Linked DNA regions of Mus musculus: region 1 is linked to region 2. A link is a contact called in public HiCAR-type data. All regions are on one chromosome and are shown on one strand. The core of a region is the stretch at or near the end of the contact, and the rest is flanking DNA. Distances in the headings are between cores, read along the strand shown. Region 1 overlaps Slc9a9 (solute carrier family 9 (sodium/hydrogen exchanger), member 9). Region 2 holds the start of B430319G15Rik (RIKEN cDNA B430319G15 gene).

What was found. HiCAR-type assays count read pairs that join an accessible place to other places.
Region 1: a HiCAR-type map of fibro-adipogenic progenitors shows a contact between it and region 2, with 5 times the contacts expected there. The contact joins the enhancer-like site here to the promoter of B430319G15Rik in region 2. A contact is called at or near these places in 5 of 39 promoter capture datasets (the 3T3-L1 cell line, the C10 cell line, cranial neural crest and 2 more) and 3 of 115 datasets of contacts at active chromatin or transcription factors (embryonic forebrain, embryonic limb bud and fibro-adipogenic progenitors).

Annotation. Positions count from the first base shown.
Region 1 is chr9:94,699,380-94,704,840 of GRCm38.p6, forward strand. All of the region lies in intron 2 of Slc9a9 (solute carrier family 9 (sodium/hydrogen exchanger), member 9), which reads left to right. Among named protein-coding and RNA genes, the nearest start is that of Slc9a9, 32 kb to the left of the region's middle. Within about 2 kb of position 2,217, at least 56 of the 459 cell types and tissues checked have an H3K27ac peak or open chromatin away from gene starts, as enhancers often do. A contact at or near this core is called in fibro-adipogenic progenitors, where this site is marked.
Region 2 is chr9:92,540,505-92,546,464 of GRCm38.p6, forward strand. It overlaps B430319G15Rik (RIKEN cDNA B430319G15 gene), which reads right to left and starts at 2,365. Exons shown (of 1, transcript NR_029474.1): 1 at 1-2,365. It overlaps Plod2 (procollagen lysine, 2-oxoglutarate 5-dioxygenase 2), which reads left to right and starts at 1,719. Exons shown (of 19, transcript NM_011961.3): 1 at 1,719-2,064. The coding sequence starts at 1,956.

The DNA of each region.
Region 1 (5,461 bases), core at 967-3,466, 2.2 Mb after region 2:
CCAGGTCCTTCCCTGGGACAATTGCAGAAAGAAAATGAGTGAGTACCTATTTCATATCAATAACATACATATTTCATATGAATCAAAGTACTAATTGTACAATAAAAATACAAAAACGGTGAAATTGAGGAGAAAATATAGTTGCAATATGGAAAAAATAAAACAATCACTATAACTCAAATAATATAAAAAATGCACAAATTTCACATTATAGTTATGAGACTGTCAACAATGTTAAAAACACAAACCATTGAAGGGGATAATAGAACTAGAAGAATGTATTTGAAATATAAGATACAAAACAGAATTGTAACCTGATTCTGGGAATTAACAAGTCAATAAGGAAAACTAAACTGGATGACCAGGAATGTCCCGTAAAAGATATGATCAAAGGCCAGCAAGCAAAATAAATATACTTATTTCATTAGTAATAGGAAACAAAGCTAATGATGCGATGTTTAGTATCAATCAGATTGCCAACAAATTAGGAAATTATCAATACAAAGTGTTGGCTAGAATATAAGAAAATAATCTAAGAATCCCCTGTGTAAGTATAAGTGGGTGTGGCCATAGCAGCATCTGTAGAGATAGTCTGTGTCATTTACTGTTTAGCAGTCCACTTCTAGAAAGGCTTTTAAGACTGCACAAAGGCTTAAGCACAAGGATTTCTACCTCAGTATTTTGTGTTGGTGGAAGATAGAAATCAACCCAACTATCAGAGAACAAAATTCCCAGATCCTGATCCAGTCATCCAATAGGATGTTCCAAGACAGTTTCAACACTAGCCAAGATCCACATGCTCATTAATATGGATAATTGATGTCAAAATTGATTTCAAAAGTAGACACTGGGATTCAAATGGATCTTTACTGAATTCCTACAATGTAGACAATGCACGCTACTGATAATTGTTTACTAAAACATATTTCAAAATGAAAGAATGTGTCCGAGAAGGGGAGGACACTGACTGTCCTGTCTGACTTGCTTCCTGGTTGAGATGAAGATGGACTTCAACCAAACACACATCACTTACATTTTCCAGATGTAAGCTGGGTGGGTTACATGCCTGCCAGCACTTAGTAGTTTGACATAGGTGGATTGCTACAAATTTGAGATCAACCTGGCTTACATAGCAAATACCAAATTCCCCAGGACTGCATAGCCCTATCTAAAAGATCACCATCCCCATAAAAAGAATCCTGAAGAAGAATTAAGACCAGAAATAAAATAAAGAATGGTTGTAGCTTAGGATTTTCCAGCCCTGTGCTGCCCCCAAGTGATCAGGACTTGACATGTATGCCTTGGCTGCCCCAGGTTTTACACTCAATAAAAGCCTAAGACAGCCTTACAGAGTGTAGTACATGTGAAGGCAAGCTGCTCAGGCAGGAAGGGAAGCTGATCTAGGGTAGGAAGGGAAGCTGAACCCTGGCAGGAGATGAGCAGGCACAGGGTAAACTCCCACTCCCATTGCCTCCCATAAAATGATGTAGCTCCTCTAAAAATGCCTGCCTCTGACCGTTCTGTATGTAAAGCACCTCCTTACTCTGACAAGTGACCAATACATTTAAGATTTAAGGGCTCTGCATAAAAATCTGAAGAAACGTAAGAGTGTTTTCTGCATGAATAATCATCCCTTAGTGTGGCCAAGCCACAGTCGAGATGTCCCGATTGAAAGGCAGTCGTTATCACTGACGTGCTCCAATGCCTGGACCACTTAATTTTCTCCTGAAGCTCTGTCAATCTCTTAACTTTGCTTCACTCCCCTGTTCAGCCTCCATTTTTCTCCCTCTTTCCTGCTTGCCATCTTTGTCCCTTTATTTTCCTCCCCTTCACCCCTCCTTTATATCTAGTCCCTACTTGCCAGGTCCCTAAAGACACCCACTCCCAGGAGAGAGGGGCCTGGAGCCCACTGTGCCTGCTTTCTCAGCACATACTTCTTCTATAACCCCTGTCCCCACTTCTCCACTGAAGGCAAACGAAAAGGATCAGCAGTGCCTCCAAACCATGGCTGCTGCTCCAGGAACCAGCATCTGGGTAGGGTGGGGCAGGTTGGTCCCTTCCCAGCCCATCTCGGGAGATCTCGAGAGATCAGTCATAAGCAAAACACAGCTCATTTTGGAGGTTTGCATTCTTGTCCCTGTCTGAAGTGATTGAATTTCACATAGACGGTGACTAACTGGGAAAAATGTGTCCCAGATGTGGTGCTCAGAAATTATTCTGAGAACAAGGTTATGTACACAAAGCTCCAGCCTCCCTGTGCATCTGTCACTGATGCTGGCACCTGCATCCAGCAGCAGCAACGTTCTGTAATTCTTTATTGGGCTCTTCTGCAGCTGAGCTCTTTGTCTGCCTCTCAGTCATCTCTGTCTCTGTGTTTCTGTGTCTGTCTGTCTCTCCCTCTAGCTATCTTTCCTTCGGCCTGTATCTCTGTCTCTGTGTTTCAGTCAGTCTTTTTCTCTGACTGTCCCTCTATGTTTCCTTCTGTCTCTCTCTTCTCTGTCTCTGTCAGTCTCTGTCTGTCTCTGTTCATCTCTCCCTGTCTGTCTGTCTCTCTCTCATTCTGTCTCTGTATTTCTGTCAGTCTCTGTCTCTCTCTCTCTTACCGTCTCCTGTCCCCTACTAACCCCTATCCCAGCCTTGTCCTCTACCTGTTTCCTCCCTCTGTCTGTCAGTCTCTGTCTCTCTCTCTCTCTCACTGTCTCCCCCCACCCCCATAGCCCCCGCCTTAAGCCCCATCCCAGCCTTGTCCTCTACCCGTTTTTCCCATGACACTTACTCCCCAGAGACCCTGCTGCACGGATGATTCTGGAGTGTTTCTCCTTGGCTCTGACCTTTCCATCAAGTACACAACTCCAAGTGTTGCAGACAGCCGGGCTCAGTGAGCCAGGGCCCAGGAGGCCTGAGGGGTCCTGACCTTCCCACCCCCACCGAGTCAGCCGCTTCACAGCCACACTGGCTGTCACTCAACCAGGTGTAAAAACATAGGTCTCTTCTTTTTTTCTTTCATTTTTACCTCTCTATTTCAACCTTAAGCCCCACTAATCCTCTCTGCCATCTGCCCAGTTTATTTTAAGCAAATCCTTGTTGAGTGAAGTGCTGTCTGTCTCATTCTGTCAGAGCCACCTCCTTTAGCACCAACCGTCCCTTGAGCTGGCTTTAGTAACTGCAACCCGACAATGTTTTCCTTTTACACAGCTCAACTTCGATGTCTCTGCAAACTAATCTCAAGGGACTTACCTTTTTAAAAGGGGGGGGGGGTGATGGTGGGGAGAATAAAACACTGTATTATTTGAGTAAGTGAGACAGCCATATGACTCGGCATTTAAAAGATTCAAAGTATATGTTGGGCTGTTGATGCTTTTATTCAGTGACTTTTCTGTTGGCCTCGTTTTGCAGCTATAGAGAAGCAGATGGGAGTTCAGCAGTGTAGAGATGGAAAGCAAGGTGGGTAGGGAGGTTACAATGTAGGGACTAGGGGAGAAAGGGAAAAGAGAGGTTAGCAAAGATGTAGGAGCCACATGGAAGGAGTAGGTATCACTTCTACCTGGATTCAGCTGGAATTCAGACCTAGATCCCACCTGAAAACAGTTGACATGTCTGGACAAATAGGGATGGCATGTGTGAGTCCTTCGCAGTTTCAGTCTCATATGCCAGGCGTGCAGCTCTGCCCTTCATCCTTGGGAGCTGATGAATGGTTAAAAGCAACTTTATCCATTTATAGGCTGTTTCTTTAGCTTTCCCAATCGTCACTTCAAGTGTCAGCTGTGCAATATGTCACCATGTACTAACCAGGCCATGGTCTATCCCACCATCTTCTATTGCTCTGTGGGAGCCACATGCATACAAGCCTACTTGGAAAAAACAAATTCTCAGATTAGATCTGCCAAATCAAGTGTGTATAGACAATATTTGCACAGTCATTATCAAATTATACCACTTGGAGATCATCCAAATTTCTATTCCCAGTAGCCATTTGATGTTTGGTCCTGTTTATAAAAGTATCTTGACTTTCTTCATCTTCGAGTGAAGAGAGTTCAAAATCATTACCAGTGGATTTGAGAGTGTTTTACGTATGGGTCTCCAACCCCTGGTCCACAAGCATTTTCTTTCATTTAGATTCGGATCCATAGCAGTCAGAAATCTCCAAATTCATTACTCCTCTGAAGCCACTAGCTGGTAGACACAGAGTGCAAATGGGGAAATGAAATGAGACTCTGTCTGGGAAGCTGGAAACGAAGACCAAACTCACTCACTTGATTAGTGCCGTGGCATAGTCTCATTAAGTATTCTCAGTTTTCCCTTCCTCTTACTTCTGGGGTTCACACCAAAGCTAAGCACGCTAGAAGAAAGATAAGCATATCCATGAACCATCACAGTTGTGTCCTGTGGCTGTGTGCACAAGGTCATCCGAGTCTCCTTTAAAATCGAAAGGTATTGAAAATGCATGCGGGTCCTGAGTTCTGCTTTTTAACATATCTTCACTCATTTTGGTATTTAAAATTATTTTAAGTTACTTGCTACCAGATGTTATTGAATTCATGAAAGTGTCTTGCTTCCCTTGTGGCTTGGAACGCCCTGGCCCATGGGGCCTATATCTGGTGACTGAGCAGGTCTCTGCATGGAGGGGTCCAGGGATTGGTTCTCATTTATCCTGCGAATTCCAACTCGTCTGATGCTTTGATATCAAGAGTTCCCATAGGCCAGCCATCTCAGAGTGGTATCTCTGTCCTGGAGAACTCCAAATTACAGCTTGCCTCAGAGCCTTGAGCCCCACTTGTGCTGTTCGTTGCCTTTCTCTGTTTATAGCCTTTATATACCAATCTGTTACATGATGTATCTTCGGATTCTTTGTACCAAGAGGCCTGCTAAGTTATCAATGACTAAAACATTGAAGATGACTGAACCTGCCATTTTGCTGGCTGTTTTTACTCGTCCAATGGAATCAACTATTCCCCAAATTAACAAAAACCTAGTTCTTAGTTCCATATCTTCCTTTATTATATGAACTTAGTTCCCTTGGGAATTATGCATTTAGTTGGCCCATATCTACACATTCAATTCCCAGTGATATCCCTGTCATGTTGACTGACACTGGGCATGCCATTAATTTCCTCTCCTGTCTCTGGAAAATAGGGATAATTGCATTTGCCAGCTACCACTTTGGAATGTTGTCAGATGTGATGAAATACTGTTTTTAAAAGATGTCTTTGGAAGGTCTAGGCCATATCTATCACAGTCTTTCACCAGTGTGGTTACTTTAGTGCTTATTTACCTAGTAGGTCAGTGGAACATTGGCATGTCTTGTCCGACAAGCATGGAGACTCGTTGCATTCTCAGGCCCAAGCACAGTTTTGCATCTGTAACCTTCTGAAGCCTTGGGGACTAAGCTCAGAATATTCTTTCTGTTCTTGGAAATTTTCTAGTTGTCTTTGGAAACATATGTGTGGGTCATTTTAGTCAA
Region 2 (5,960 bases), core at 1,115-3,614:
TCTAGGTTGGTGCTAGTGAGAGCAGAGATTGACAAAAATCTGGAGCCATGTAAGTAAGAGGATCATTAATGAAGATAAAGAAACTAGGTGTAAGATCTGGATTTGATGAGCTAAAGAAGCTGAGTGTTTGCCATGGGAAGTAGATATTTGTGGAGTAGACAACTCCAGCCTACAGGAGGGCTGGAAACCCGAGAGGGCTGGAAGGATTTGGTTTCAGGTTGTTACTGAAGCGTCTGGCTATTTTGAAAGTCTCAGAGACTATTGCTTTATAGAGGCTCTTAAGTTCTGCCTTTGAGACTCAACAGACTGTCATGGTAACCAATAATTACTGGTAGGCTCTACAGCTAAGCATACATGGAAATTCCATCACTAGCCAGGCAAGTTGAAGACTCCAGAGGTTCGGGGAAGCAAGAAATCAAGTTCAAGGAACTTGGCAGGCCCAAGTCTGGATTTCTGGAAACATATTTAGCCAAATGACCAGCCCTTCTTCTGAGGGCTGATTCTACTTGCCCCTGCTTGGATTCATGACGCTGCACCTGCCACCCACACTGTAAAAGAATCCACTTCTTAGCTGACCCTCTTCAGAGAAAAAAAAGTTTCACTTCATTCTTCCTTACTCCATTCTTCTGCAATCACAGTTTCCATTTCTTTGACTATTTCTACTCATGTCTGAAGTTTCCCCAATTTTCCTTTATTAAAAAGAGGGAGGAGGACAGACACACCAAGACCTTCAAAACAGCAAGGACTGGCTCAGTCTCATGATTATTTTTTCCTTTAAATGTCACACTCCTAATATTTACACATTTTCCCACCTGCTTTCAATCTGCTAGCTAGTATTCCTCTTGAATTTATGCCAATTTTACAAAACCTGTGATCATAAACTTTGAGTAATTTTAACTTTAAAAAATCAGACTTAGAACGAGTATTTCCTTTCTCCTCCCATTGCAGGAAGATTTAACTACGAGCTTCTTGAACGCGGTCAATTTGATTCTTTCTTCATTTTTAAGCATACACGGAGTGTGTGAGACAAAGTTGTCAAAACTTTCACCCCTGCACAACTCAGTTTAAATCCTGGGACTAAAAGTGTAAAAACCAGAGGACAAATGACTTTGCATAGACATACTAATCAAAACCCAAAGCAGTGGAGGTAGCTCCCAGGAGACCAGGAATGGCTCCTCTACATCTTCGGAAGTAATTTTCCATGTGCCTGGCAGGGCGATCTTGTTAAAGCACAGCCTCAGGTTGCCCAAGCTGGGCTTGGACTCCGTCGGGTTTACAAGCTTCATTACTGGAAAGAGTCTATGGCTCTCCTGGCACCAGCAGCGGCAGAGATGTTCACCGGACAATGAAAAGTTTCTGTTTACAGACTAAAATCAAAGCATGGCCTTCCTTGACACGGTGATGGCGAAGTTCAGAAGGAACAGCTGGGAGTGTGACAAGCGCCTACTCAGCCAAGCAGACTGAAGCCCTCGCAGTCACCACTCACCTCCGGGAGCGCCGGGTTCAGTAGAGAAAGAAGGTCTAGCCAGGGCGTGCCGAGGAAGCTTCTGGAACCCCGGGAGAGCAGAGGGGCGCACGTTCCACAAGCAAGCTCCCTGGAGCCCCGGCGTGAGGCGGTGCACGTAGGCGTAGGCGACTCGGAGGGTGGGGGTGCAGCCGGGATAGCCCGGGACGCGGGGTCCCGGAGCAGCGCCCCGCCCCCGGCCCTGGCCCCGCCCTCCTTGGCTGCTCTTAAGCCCGCGCCGCGGGCGCCTCCGGTTCCGTCGTCCGCTCCTTGCGCTCGGACTCCGCCGAAGTCCGCTCAATCCTCTCCGTGCTCTTCGGTACCCACGCAGTCCTCCCAGTCCGCCCTCCGCTCCAGCCCCGGGCTCACGTCTGGTCCTGCGCTCTTCGGGGTCTCAGCGTCTCGCGAGAAGTCCTCGCCACAGGCCTTCGGCTCCCGGGTTCAGGGGCGGATGGGGGACCGCGGAGCGAGGCCGGGGCGGCTGATGCCCATGCTCGCCCTGCTCTCCTGGGCGGCCGGCCTGGGCGTGGCGGAGGAGACGCCCGGGCGCATCCCTGCAGGTGAGCTCTGCTTGCTGGTTTCCACCGGCGGTCTAGAGAGAACTGGGCATGTTTCCTCTTTGCTTGCTCCATCCCTGCGGGACCTAGCCGCGGGGCTCCCTGCTTTGAGATTGGCAGGGACCTCCTTTCCTGCGCCCCGGGAAGCAGCTTGCCATCCTGCCTCTGTCTACACGCAGCGCTCGGGACCCGGCTACGATCGGACCCAGTGTGCTCCCACCCACTCCTCCTTCCGTTACACTTTGGGGCGTCCCTGAGCCCTGGCCCTGGCCGGTGTTCGGAAGCTGAGCTAAAGCTAGTAGTTGGAGGCAAGTTCGTGTGAACAAAACTTTCTGGGTTCAGCCAGAGGAGAGCCCCGCCGCCTATTTGTCTCAACGGGACTTGCAGCGCTGCTGTATCGCGCAGGGGAGTTCTTTGGTCCTTTCTACTTCTGGGCCCTGGGCTCAGCTCCCTGGAACTGAGCCTTGCGTTTAAATGACCCGATGCACTCTGGTGATGAGTGGGTGGATGCGCTAATTTTGCATTCTATAGTAACTAATTAGATTCTTTTCCTCTGGAAACTAAGGCGAGGAGCAAACATTTCTACCTTGGAATTCCAATTCAGAGGGTAACACTTGGCACAAGTCCAGTTGGACCCTGTAACCATCGGTTTTTGTCTTTCTCATGGCGCAATAGGTGAAACTTAAGGACTCAGAAGCACCTGGTTCTGTGGAACAGTGCTCGCTTTGTTGGCTGCAGTCACAGGGAAATCTGAACCTGTATGAGTATTCTGATTTTGAAGTAACTTTTATCTCATATCAAAGGTATTTCTTTCAGCATAGTACTAGAAAAATCACACAGATAAATGAGAATAGAGACAGAATATAAGACTTTACTCTGAAAACGGTCTTTGTTAAAACACCAAAAGCTTTTATTGATAAGTAAAAATAACCGCCAGGATTTGCTAATTTTAGAGTTTGGCTTCAGCTTCTGTCTATTTTATGCCACCTCGATGCGACTTCTCACTTGTTTACAGAGTATATCCATGCCAGGCTGCTACCTTTAAATTTGAGGTTAAAAACAAACAAACAAACAAAACAAAACAAAACAAAAAACCCAAACAAACAAAAAAAACAACAAAAACTTCCCTGTGCAAGCTTTTACATTTCATGGAATTGGATGTTAAATTTTAAGGGATTGTAATATCTAAGGCAGGGGATTTGAGATACGAATGTTTTTCATATAAAGCCTATGGTTAATATCTGAGACATGGTTTCTGTGGTGGTAGGTGGGCCCAGAGTTCAGTTATGAGCTAAATGTTGGAAATGTTTCTGCATTAATGGAGCCAAGTGAGGAGTAGCCATTCTGGTTACACACACAGATAGATGGTTTCACATGTTCTGTGGTAAGCTAATAGATGCAAAAGATGCATTGTTTGGTTATTTGGTCAGATTTATTATCAGCTGTGGTAAGTTTTATCCCTGAAGTAGTATAACTGGAAATTACTACATGGATATTACTACATAAATAATCTTTCAGGTCTAAGTTGTCTAGATGAGTGGGCTTTCAAGAGTGCAGATCACCTGTGACAACCCCCCCCCCCCCCATTATTTGTCAATGTGTTCCAGCTGGTCAGTAAAAAGAATATTCAGAGCTGGGGAGATGGCTCAGTTAGTAAAGTACTTGTACCAAAAGTGTGAGGACCTGAGTTCTGGATCCCCAGGGTCTACTTAATAGCTAGGCCTGGTGGCCTGTGCTTATAACCCCATTGAGGATGAAATAGACTGTAGGCAGATCCCTGGAGCTGACTGGCTACCTAGTGTAGCCTGCTTGGCAAAGCTTGCTTGGCTAATGAGATCCTGTGTCAAAAAGAGGTGGTGGCTGGTACCCGAGGGATGACTCCTGAGACTGTCTTCATGCCTTCACATGCAACCCCCCCCCCACCAGTGTGTGCTCACTCTCCCACATAAAAGGAATGGGCCCTCTTGATAATTTGAGCCATACCCCCTTTGTAGGAATTGCAAGTCTAGCTTTTTCCTTGACCTCTACCTACTAGATGGCAGTGGCGCCCAGCTATGAAAGAGGGAACAAAAGAAGGCTTCAGCAAAAGGCCAGCCTCTTGAGAGGCAGATGATCCAGGCTTGAGAATCACTGCACAAGATAAATAGGTGTCCTAGAGGCAATGTGACATTACAATGCTATCAGCGGGATTATAGGTCCTACTCTGCCCTTCCATTTAGTTTTGAGAGTTTTCTGGAACTTCTGGGCTCACGTGAGCCTCCTACTTCAGCTTCCTGAGTAGTTGGGATGGCAGGTTTTAGTTGTTTAAAAGCCATTTTTCTTCTAGCAGTTTTCCATTGTGACGGTGAGTGTGCTTCTGGAATAAATTTCCTGGCTTTGGCTGTGAGTTCAACACTTGGGAAAGTCCTGCTTGTTACAGCAACTGAAAGGTCTGCTGTGTGCTGCCCTGGATGTCTTTTGGCAGCCCTAGTAGTCCAGGCTCAGAGAGACTATCGAAAAGATTTCGGTTAAAATCATTTGTCCCCATTTGTCCTCGCAGCATTTATCAAACTTTTCTTTCCTGGAGCTTTTCCCAGGCAGAGGTCGTCAGTCAGGTTCTAACGTTGATGCTTCTTTCTGTACTCCATGCCTTCTAGATGAGAGAAGTGGGAGAGGGCTTTCCTGCCAAGTCTTTGCAGTCCGGATGCTAGTCCTGGATCCAAACTAGTGAGTGCTTTTAGAGGTATCTTGACTATTTTATGGACTCCATTGGGCCAAACCCAAGTCTGGAGCAAAATTGAAAGAGATGGTTTCAGACATTTCTGTTAAGACCAGCATTTTTCAATGATGTTCATTTATAAGCTCTTTAATTTGCTATGCTGCGTTCGAGGAAGGAAGAGAAGGCTTGTCCCCTATCTGCTGATGCAAACCAGCAATTTACAGGGCGGAGAGGGAGACAGTGAGTCCCCAGAGAGGCTGTGGGAAGGGAAGGCGGGAAGCACCATCTCGGGACTCTGCCTTTCCTGCTCTTCTCCCCAGTCTGAGACCTGGGAGAGCCCGCACTTGCTCTCTTCTGTGTTTGCTTTCCTTTCTTTTATAATACGGCCAGTTTCTGCAGCTCAAACCTGTTTTGCTTTGTGCTTATAATTTAATGACTTAGACTTTGTGAAGCAGAGTTTCACAGTCTTCAGAATGCACACCTGGCCCATTTACCACAAAAAAGATTCACCGTTTATTTTGTAAAGCTTAAGGTCTCTTTTAAGAATTAGGAAAAGCAGCATGCAGCCATTGAGGTTAGTAGGTGCGCTTCTTCCAGGCCTTCAGCTAACTTGTCTCCGTGTTCTTTCTCACTCGGGGACCCTTGCTACCAAGATTTAAGCGTGCCCTGTCAGCCAGGTCTGTATTTCTGAGCTGTTGTTAGCAGCTCCTTTCCATAGCTTGTGTTCCCCCCCACCCTCCTTGATTTCTCTTGATCCGAGACAGTGCATTCACTATTCTCATCAGGTGCTTGTATGGCACAATCAGCTATAGGACCAGAGTTGAGATTTGGGGTGTTTCATACCCCCCCCACAAGGCCACTGGGAACTATAAGAGGAGCCCGTTCTCCTTCTGCACTCTTTCTGTTTTCTCCATGCCCTACCTGCCCTTGGTATTGTTCTGTTGGACTTTTGGGTATTTGGGAAAGAAATAGCAACTGGGCTTCAGTGACTTAGAGCGATGGTTGTTTACCAGGGAAAGCATGCTGTTCGTAGGTTATGCATATGGTGGCTTACGTGCAAGACTGACTGAAGGCCAATATGCCCCTCAGCCAGGGACAGAATGCAAACCACAGGCCAAACCCACAAGGTCAGACCCAGCTTTGTGCTTCATATGGCCTTTCAGCAACCAGACTCCACAATTTAGGATAGATGGAAAAGATC